Regions from separate parts of the Sus scrofa genome. Here region 1 is linked to region 2. The links are chromatin contacts, called in public Hi-C maps. All regions are on one chromosome and are shown on one strand. The core of a region is the stretch at or near the end of the contact, and the rest is flanking DNA. Distances in the headings are between cores, read along the strand shown. Region 1 overlaps NPL (N-acetylneuraminate pyruvate lyase (dihydrodipicolinate synthase)). Region 2 overlaps ZNF648 (a long non-coding RNA gene).

Region 1 (5,329 bases), core at 1,336-3,835, 560 kb after region 2:
TAGTAATTCATGTAGGAGCACTGAGCTTGAAGGAGTCTCAAGAACTGGTATGTACCACAGGTCTGTCTGGGAGAGACCACTCGAGGGGCCTCCATTTTTATGCTGAAGTTAATACCATTTTTGCTAAATATTGAATGCTGTGCTAGAGAATATAAGCTGTGGGACCTCAGGGAGTTCACTACCCTGAAGCAGGTACAGAGCCATAGAGTAGCCCACGGTGAAAACTGCTGAGGAGAGCCTTGAATAGGAGACAGAGGCACCTCTTCTTCTGGGCAACGTAAGGGTGGATATAGAGCTACCTAGTTTGCAGGTAAGGAACAGAACTTGAACCAACCTCAGTTTCTTCTAGGAAGTAAAAGGCAAGGCCAGCTTCTGAGCATAAAGGAAATGGAGACGAGGTTCAGACACAAGTAGTGGTAAAATGTGAGAATTGCTTGCTGCCTGGAGAATAGAAGAGAAAACTAGAATAGAAAAAGATTACCCCACCCCCATGTTCATAGTAGTGCTGTTCAGGAGGTAAGCAACCCAAGTGCCCATGGATGGATGGATGGATGGAAAAAGAAAAGATGGTATATGCGTACAATGGAGTATTGTTCAGCCTTAAAAAGCAAGGAAATCCATCTTGCATGTTGCGATATGGATAAAACTCCTTGAGGACATTAGGTTATATGAAGTAAGCCCGTCGCTAAAAAGATAAATACTATATCATTCCATTTATAAGGTATCTAAAATAGTCACATTCGTAAAAACCAGAAAGTAGAATGGTGGTTACTAGGGACTAGTTGGAGGGGCAAAGAAGAGTTGTTTAATGGGCATAGATTTTGTCATCTGAGAAAAAGAAGCAGACTGTAAAACTAAAAAGTGCATTTATTTGGGGCTCTTTTTTTTTCCTAATTGAAGTTTAGTTGATTTACAACATGTTGTGTTAGTTTCAGGGGTACAGCAAAGTGATTCATATATATTCATATATATTCTTTTGCAGATTCCATTACAGATTATTATAAGATATTGAATATAGTTTTCTGTGCTAGACAGTAGGTCCTTGCTGTTAGCTATTTTATATAAAATAGTGTGTATCTGTTCATCTAGCATGGATAGACCTAGAGATTATCATACTAAGTGAAGTAAATCAGATACAGACAGGTATCATCTAATATCATTTATATGCAAAATCTAAAACATATGATACAAATGAACTTATTTACAAAACAGGAACAGACTTAGATATAGAAAAAGAACAAGCTTATGGTTATTTGGGGTCTTAGAATTCTAATTCAGGGAGCAGATTCCAGCAGCCACCAGAATAGTATCTCTTCTGGGAAACAAAAGGCAGGAGTCTTGGAAGGAAGACACAGCAGTATGTTTAGTTTACATAAATTGTTCGCCAAGAGCTCTGGCTGGAAGGTGTGTATGTATTTTTTTTTTTTTCTGTTACGGTTTATTGACTTGTCGAGTATGTCTCACTCATTATGGGTCAAGGCACATTTCTGCACATTTCCCCAGATGCTTCTCTTTTTTTCCCCCTAGTCAGCAGGGTCAACACAGTTCACAGTTTAACAGGATGGAGCCTTAAAGTACAAACTGGAGTCCTTACTGACAGCTCTTCCCACAAATTTCAGATTTGCAGGACAAACAAGTTCCAGAGATCTGTTTGACAACAATGTGAATATATTTAACACTGCTGAACTGTACACTTAAAAATGGTTGAGAGGGTAAACTTTACTCTGTTTTTCTTAGTCACAATTCGCAAAATACGTTTTACAGTAATTAATTTTTTAAAAAGGATTGCCCCAGTGATGCTAAAGACCACCTAAAGTTGTACATCATAAATTTGTTCTGACTGTGGCACAGTGGCTTAAGGATATGACTGCAGTGGTTCAGGTCACTGCAGAGGTGTGGGTTCAATTCCCAGCCCAACGCAGTAGGTTAAGGATCTTGTGTTGCCACAGCTGGGGGCATAGGACAAAGCGACAGTTCGGATTCAGTTCCTGACCTGGAAATGTCCATATGCCGCAGGTGCGGTCTTAAATAAATAAATAAATTTATCACGCTAAAACATTCACCTCAGACGGGGACTCAGACCCAGCCAAAAGCCAGATTGGAACTTGAGCCCACTGTTTTTTTAATTAAAATCAAACACCTGGTCCCAGGACTCACTGAGGTTCCGGTTCCTCATGTCTTGGCACAGAAGCAATTTAGCAAGTGGCAAAGCGATAGATAAGAAGTAGGTTTATTGAGAGATGGACAAAGGGTGGGCCATCTCAAAAGTCAAGAGAGTGGCCCTGGGAGAAACATGCTCCGCAGACAGAGTGTGGGCCATCTCAGAAGCTGAGAAGTGAGAGGCCCGAAATATGGGGTGGTGAGTTTTTATGGGCTGGGCAATTTCATAGACTAATGAGTGGGAGGATTATTCTAACTATTTCCTGGAAAGGGAGATGGTTTCCAGGAATTGGGCCACCTTTAATGGCCAAAACTGTCCTGGCATCTGTGCGCATGTCATTTAGCTAATATGTTACAATGTACAAATAGTGAAATGCAAGGTCCACTGGGAGGAAGTTAGATCATCTACTATCTTGGACCTAGTTTGTTCTAACCAGTTTTTGGCATATCCTCAAGAACTATGTCATCCTTTTAAGGATCGTGCCCTGCCCTCTACCCTCTTGTTTCAATACTACCACCCAGCACGGTTTTCTTCAATCAGAACACAGGAATGAGAGTGCAAACAATTGGATTGCCGTCGATTTGCAGATGAGCAGGTCAGGCAGAGTAACCTTTTGGCAAGGGAGTGTTGCTGAACTTGGCCTCTGTCTACCAGTACCAAATAGAAACCTAGAGACAAGAGCTTGGGGCAAAGGAGAAAAAAATCAGCTTTGTTGCTTTGCCAGGCAAAAGAGGCCATAGCAGGCTCACGCCCTAAAGACTGGGCCCTCTTTTGGGAAAGACTAGGAAGTAGTTTTATAGTTTTGGAGTGGAAAATAGGGCCACAGATAAGAATCAGGGTAGATTCAAGCTTGCATTCTTCTTCACAGTGGGGTTTAGTGGCCCCAGGACTGGTTCTGTAGTCCTTCTCTCTGGCATAAAAAATGCTTCATCAAGTAGTTAACATCTTTCAGTTGTTGGGGGTTTTAGTTCTGCAGAAGAACTCAAAGATAACTGTTCTGTATATTCCTTGAAGAGGAACCAGGACCCTACCCCAGGGCTGCACTATTGTTTATTTGTTTCTTTTTCTCTTTTTTAATGCCTGCACCCTGGAAGTTCCAGGGATTGAATCTGATCCATAGCTATCAGGTCCTTTAACCCATTGCGCTAGGCTTTTTCCCTCAGTTAAAGAATCTGGCGTGGCCATAGCTGTGGATCAGATTGAACACACGCCAACGCAGTGACCAGAGCCATTGCAGATGGATTCTTAACCTAGTGTACCCCAGCGGGAATTCACATGCTCAGTGTTTCTTAACTGTTCCTACCTTGTCTCTGCATCCTCTCCCTTCCTTAAATAGCAACTGTTTGGCCCTGCCCTTTTGAATTCAAGGAAGGTCATGGAGGCTGAATGAGGCCCATTTCCCACAAACAAGAGTTGGGGCTTTTGTGTCCCCACAGTGCCCTGCTCCATTTGAGTAGGAAAGAAGGAGTTAAAGTTGCCAGCAGAAAAGTAAATGGTGGCTTGGTTTTGAGGCCTTTGTGACTGGAGTACGAATAGAAAACATAAAGATGTGATAGCCTAGACTGCTACCTGTTAACTGAACAAAAAGTACAACTTAAAACTATGTTTTATTCGGCGGACTTACTGAGGACTTAAGCCCAGTATACAGCCACCCAGATAGCTCTGAGGGACTGTTCTGGAGAGGTACAAGAGGAGCCAGGATGTACAGGAGATTTTTGCTGAAAAAAAAAAACAAAAAACCCAACAACAACAAAAAAACCAAAAAAACCCAACAACAACAAAAAAAAACATGTAGTTGAGCATCAAAGGATTACCGCTAATCACAAAAACACACATCTCAAGTTAATGATTTTAGTGCTTTTCTTTGGGAAGGTGCAAGAGTCCAGGCTTATTGAAACTATTGCTTTGATATGCATCTTACTCTCTAGGCCCAGTATCCCAGTTTTCTCCATCCTAAATTCCCCTCAGGGCGCACTGACAGGGGCAGCTGCAGTGGATGTTGGTTTTATGGCCAAAATACCCTTTGTTGGCGTTCCTATCATGGTGCAGCAGAAACAAATCCAACTAGGAACCATGAGGTTTCAGGTTCGATCCCTGGCCTCGCTCAGTGGGTTAAGGATCTGGTGTTGCCCTGAGCTGTGGTGTAGGTCGCAGACACGGCTTGGATCTGGTGTTGCTGTGGCTGTGGCATTAGGCCGGCAGCTGTGGCTCCAATTCCACCCCTAGCCTGGGAACCTCCAGATCCCGCAGGTGCGGCCCTAAAAAGACAAAAGACAAAAAAAATCTTTTGTTTACTAAAATGGCAGGGACATTCATTGTCCACATAACCATGTCCCTAGACTTTAGATATTCCATTTCCGAAGAGTTCAATGATTTGATCTAACCCCAGCATCTTCTTATGGGTTTTGTTCGATTATCCTTCCTGTTAACTGAATTTAGAAGTGGGATATGTACTATATACTCGCAAAACTGCAATTCAGTGCTCTTAGATAGGCCACAAGGGAAGCTATTCCTCTGAGGTTGCTTAGTGAGCCTAGAATCAGAACTTGGAAACTTGATTTAGTCTCTTTACACTTGATTTGTTCTTCTTACAATAAGTCTTTCAACTAAGGTAGTATAGTGGAGGAAACCGTTTTTTACTTTTTCTTTTATGGCCGCTCGGTGGAGTTCCTCGGCCAGGGATCAGATATGAGCCACAGTTTTGACCTCCTCTGTAGCTGTGCAAAGCTGAACCCTTTAACCCACTGTGCCAGGCTGGGGATCGAACCTGCGTCCCAGAGCTCCAGAGACCCTGCCAATCCCGTTGCACCACAGAGGAATTCCTCTCTCTCTTTTTTTCTTTCTCTTTTCAATTGCTTTCTTCTCCTATGTGTACTATAAATTTTAAAATACTGTGTCGTGACAAGAAAGACAGTGTCATCTGTTGGGCTCAACGCTAGAATAGTATGAAGTTAATCTTAGTGTAGAGATAATCCTCTGCTATCGGGATAATCCCTGCTGTGGGATAACCTTGCCAAGGAGACAGTAATACTGGCATCTGCTTAGGCAGAACTCTCCGTTGGATGATGCTTGAATGGGCGCTGCCATCAACAGTCTCTGAAGTGGGATTTTTGTCCTTATTTTCAGCCAAGTTTACTACTTTATTTTCTCAACAGGGCACTGAATAAA
Region 2 (4,803 bases), core at 393-2,892:
TCCTGCTGGAGGTTGTACGCCAGGCAGGAAGCCAGCAGGTAGGCAGAGTGAGAAAGGCGCTCAAAAAGGCTTGCTTTCCTGGGCCTCATCCCGGCCACACCACTGCTGTCTTTTTTTAGAGAACAATGTAATGAGATTGGTCAACCTGAGTTTAATGATTATCTAGAAAACCATCAGGGGCTGGATGAGCTCACCCACAGAGGCCACTGGATTCCAGGAGCAGGGATTTTATTCCTCTCCACCGGGGGAGCTGAGTCATATAAAAGAATCCAAGCTTTATTGAATTCAGACCCACATTTTGTTTCCAAGCCAAAGGTCATCTTGAAGCAGAGCAGGGAGCCAAGCTTCCCTATAAGAAGCAACTTAGGATCTGAGGTTGCTGTTTACATTCAGACAATGAGGGTGCAGCTGATTGCATTCATGGTGTGGTTACAATGTAATACTTAGAAAAAGTAGTTCTCAGTATAGTTTGCTCTCTCTCCCTGCCAGAGTGCTTGTGAGGTATCCCCATAAATCCCTTCTCTTATTACGATTCAGGGGGCTACTGATGAGCCCTTCTGTGGACTGAGATCTGGAAAAGGCAATTCCTTCTCTGGTTTGAACTTTTTCAAAATGCCTGTGCAAGGAGTAAGAATTTGCTGCTCATCTTCCAGGGAGGAGATCAACTATAGGTCTGGTGCCAGGTCATCAAGAGTGAGAAAGAGCTGAGCAACAACGCTGGCCCCTCGGCTCGTGAGGAGCTCCCTCCAGGGTTAATAGGAAAAGAGGTGAAAGACAGAAGTGGGGCCAGAGCCTGAGATTTCAGTCCAACACCTCACTCCAAGGGGGCAATCTGGCCAACTGACAACGGATTCTGCGTGCTGGACCTGCTTACCTACCAAGATGGAATGGAGGGAGGTGGACAGGGTCAGCCATTCTCCAAAGGCAGCAGCAGACCTTGGAAGCCTTGTGCTTGGAAAAATGAGGTAGGAAAATTAAGGGGAACCAGTAGAGCCAGGGACTTAGCAAGGTCGAAACTACTGCACAAGGTCACATAGACTCTGAATGAGCAAGCTCTGTCTCCAGAACAGATTTTATCTGGCACCAAAGTTCAGGCCCTTTTACTCGAGATCTGAGCCTCTCAAGCGGGATGTGGTCAGTGACGGCTGCAAAAGGGAGAGGAATGGAATCCCAGTGTTGAATAGACATGAATATGTAAACTCCTGAACACAGTCAGCAGTAAAAGAGCCGGGAGCTCACTGCAGATAGAATTATAACCATGCCAAGAGGTTGTAATTAACATTGAAAACCTTTAGTGCACTTGCTGTAGGAGCCATTGAGTATTCCTGACCCTGTGATGCAGAAAGAAAGAGAAAAAAAGCCTGAGACTTTAGCTCATTCAAGTCACTGACACATCAAAGGAAAAGCTCTTCTAAGTCTATTTAGGTGGTTTAGGGCTGGGGAACATGCCCAGAATCCCTAAATAGAAATAAGTACTGGTCATCAGAGCAGTGTGGTCTGGCCTGGAGGTCACCTCGGACTCCAGCAGTTACCTCTTCAACTCTGGTATCTAAACATCCAAAGTGACTTAGGCGCTTCAGAGGGTGAAAGACACTCACCTCCCCCGGATTGTCAGATGGAGTTTTCCAGTATAAAACGTCTTAGTCACTGGGAATCCCGCCAAAGTAAACTCCTAGTCCTGACCCACCCCATGCCTCTGAACTGGCTGGGAAGGGAGAGAGGGAAATCCCAAAACACTTGTAAAAGCAGCTTGTCAGTTTGTCGGGACCTCCCCTCCCCGGGGCAGGTTCGCTCCAGGTGAGACAGGCTGTGGGGAAAGCCGTGGGTGATGAGCAGGTCACGGACAGGCTGTCAATGGCACCTCTGTTTGGTTCCAGGCCTGAGTGGGGCCACGGCTTACATAACAGTTTGGCAGGGGGACGCAGCCAGGCGGAAGCACGCGGTTTTCCAGCAGCGTATAATCATCTTGATTTCTCTGTTTGCTCAGCAGCTTTTCTGCAGTGTGTGTGTGGGGGGGGGGACGGTAGTGGTGCAGGAGGAGGAGGAGCAGGATTCTGATACACAGCAATCTTCTGTTTCCTTCTGCAGAACAAACAACCCCAAACAGATGCTCGTGGCCAGAAAATTAGCAACTGCCACACAGGTCCTCTCAGGGGGAGGGGCTGCCCTGGAGGCCCCGGTCCTGGCCTAAGAAAGCCAGAGACTGACTCAAGTCAGGCCCTCAGCAGGTGCACATGAGTCCGATGGGCTGTCGGGAGGCTGTGGTCCTAGCAGTGCCTGACACTGTTTGCCTTCCTGGCTGTGAGAACTATAGTGTCCCTCTCTTGACCATGCAGGTCGCTGTGTCCCATGCCATGTTCATCCAGAAAGGCAGGTATTCAGGCTTTGCATCTTGCTAACCAGTGTCTCTCTATCTCTATGCCATCACCTCCATGTAGTACCAGGCTGATTGTGCTGGAACCCTGAATTGTAGGAGCAACCAATTCACGTAGGAACATTGCACATCGTAAAAATTGCCAGCTTCTTTTTACCTAAATTTGCTTGGAGTGGCGTAGCAATTATCCCCTTGAGAATGAACACACACTCCCTACGGCTCGCAGTCCCCACTAGTCCCTACTGCCTCTCACCTGGAGTTCTCTTCATTTACTTATTTTACTTTCCTGGCTCCTGCAGACATTTTTAGAATGCGTTCCCTGACCTATCTTTTTTTTTTTTTTTTTTTTTGTCTTTTTGCCTTTTCTAGGGCCGCTCCCGCGGCATATGGAAGTTCCCAGGCTAGGGGTCGAATCGGAGCTGCAGCCACTGGCTGACACCAGAGCCACAGAAACATGGGATCCGAGCCGCGTCTGCGACCTACACCACAGCTCACGGCAACGCTGAATCCTTAACCCACTGAGCAAGGTCAGGGATCGAACCTGCAACCTCATGGTTCCTAGTCAGATTTGTTAACCACTGAGCCACAACGGGAACTCCTCCCTGACCTATCTTAATTGTAATCATTTGATACCACAATCATCTGCTTACCTCTCTGTTTCACCCAATATACTGTGAGCTTCATAGACAGGGGCCCAGACTAATCATTGATGTATTGAACAATTAACTTTGGCGTCTTCACCGTAGGCAGAATGACAAGTCCTAGTCATTTTGTCAGGAATATAGTTTTGATCATGGACTTCCAGTGCCTGGCACTCACTCAGCACATGCTCTCTATATGTGTTTAGATTCAATGAATAAATGACTACTTCTTTCTTATGCAACCTGTTGATCTTGGCAGTAGGGATCTGTTACCAAATACTTTCATGCACTCAACCTTGTAAGTAGGTTTCCTGAGAGGGTACACCTTGTTTTGCAAGTAATTTGCATGAACTTACGTAATGCTGTTTTGCTCAGATATTTCCCTATGTTCAGACATTTCTAATTCCCAGCTTACATCTCTGGCCTCATTTTTGGCCACGCCCTACCCTATCCAGACATGCAGCATGGGCTTGTGCGATGTCCCTGAGTTCACTTCCCCCTGGAACCTCCAGGCCCTGGCTCACACTGTCCCCTCCATCCAGGATGACCTCAGTCTTGCTCTTTACTTTGCCTTCTTGCCACCCCTCCTGGCCAGATCCCAGTCAACTCCTAAGACTCAGCTCTGAGAGAACCTCCCCTAGGACCCACCCCCCCCCCCCCCCGAGCTCTCCAGGCTAAGTTAGAGGTTCCTACTTTCTCTTTCCATTTTTTTGTGCAGATCTTCTATAAAGAAATCTATCTACCACCATGCTGACAGCCCCTGAGGTCAGGGACTGTCTGTTTTCACCTCTGGATTCTCAGGACCAAGCCCATGCTAGGAACTTTATATATAATAGAAAGAGAGAAGAAGAGCGATTCAGTTGTGCTGATAGATGCGACCCAGAGCCTGTGTTAGCACCACCTGGTGCACACATATCCTCACCCTAACACAGAGGCCCCATTACTGGCCAAAGAACCAGCTGGATTCTTGCTTTGTACAGAGTCTAGCTCTCTGTTGACACAGCATGTTCCTTCCCCATTATAATTGCTACTCATGCGCTATGTGTTTTCTCAAGCTTTCAGTGTTTGAGTACATGAGATTCTTTTGCTCTTCATATGAAAACAATGCCATCTGTTCACTAGACGGAAATTCCAGAAAGCTTCAGAAAAGCAACCAAGTTTTTGCTGCAGAACAGCCTCAAAATATCTCAGTGGGATCCTGGGTGGGAGGCAGATAAATCATGACAAAGATGACTAAGGGTTCTTATTTTGTGTGATTTCCCACCCTTTCTTCCCCATTAGAATTCAGAACTTTTCTCTTGCATCCATTTCAGTGCGGATTTGTGGCCCAAGGAAAATAAACACCCTCCTTAAACCTCAGTCTAGCAGCCCCACGATTGATGGTAGCCTCTAGGAATGCATGGCTCAAGCCCATGTGTCAAATACCCACAAAGCACTGATCCCTGCTGTGTACACACCAGTTGACAGGTGCTTTGGGGTCTTGGAAATCTGAAGACATTCACGAAGTTTACCTGGTGGGCCCGTTGGAGAGGAGACACACATACAAACCACAGCAGCAAGAGGCAAACTGAAACAAGCAGTGTAGTAAAGTCAAGCCAGTTGCTATGGAGAAGCAAGAGAGGCAGTAAATTCTATAATGTCACCCCTGCTGAAGGCCATTCAGTGGCTTGCCATGGATTCCTGGTAAAGTCTAGCTGCCTTGCTGTGACATTCAAGACCTTCTGTAATCCAGGTCTTGGCTGTTCCCCAGCCGCCTTTGTTTCTTTGGTGCCTCCCCTGACCCACACT

Evidence for each region. Hi-C and Micro-C count contacts between places; a contact is called where the count stands out from the background.
Region 1: a contact with region 2 is called in a Hi-C map of liver, with 2.5 times the contacts expected there. The contact joins two enhancer-like sites. A contact is called at or near these places in 2 of 47 Hi-C or Micro-C datasets (both in liver) and 1 of 2 datasets of contacts at active chromatin or transcription factors (alveolar macrophages).

What each region holds. Positions count from the first base shown.
Region 1 is chr9:124,112,871-124,118,199 of Sscrofa11.1, forward strand. NPL (N-acetylneuraminate pyruvate lyase (dihydrodipicolinate synthase)) reads left to right here. Exons shown (of 11, transcript NM_214071.1): 4 at 1-47. Among named protein-coding and RNA genes, the nearest start is that of NPL, 17 kb to the left of the region's middle. Within about 2 kb of position 2,586, at least 9 of the 83 cell types and tissues checked have an H3K27ac peak or open chromatin away from gene starts, as enhancers often do. A contact at or near this core is called in liver, where this site is marked.
Region 2 is chr9:123,550,754-123,555,556 of Sscrofa11.1, forward strand. All of the region lies in intron 10 of ZNF648 (a long non-coding RNA gene), which reads right to left. Among named protein-coding and RNA genes, the nearest start is that of ZNF648, 150 kb to the right of the region's middle. Within about 2 kb of position 1,643, at least 34 of the 83 cell types and tissues checked have an H3K27ac peak or open chromatin away from gene starts, as enhancers often do. A contact at or near this core is called in liver, where this site is marked.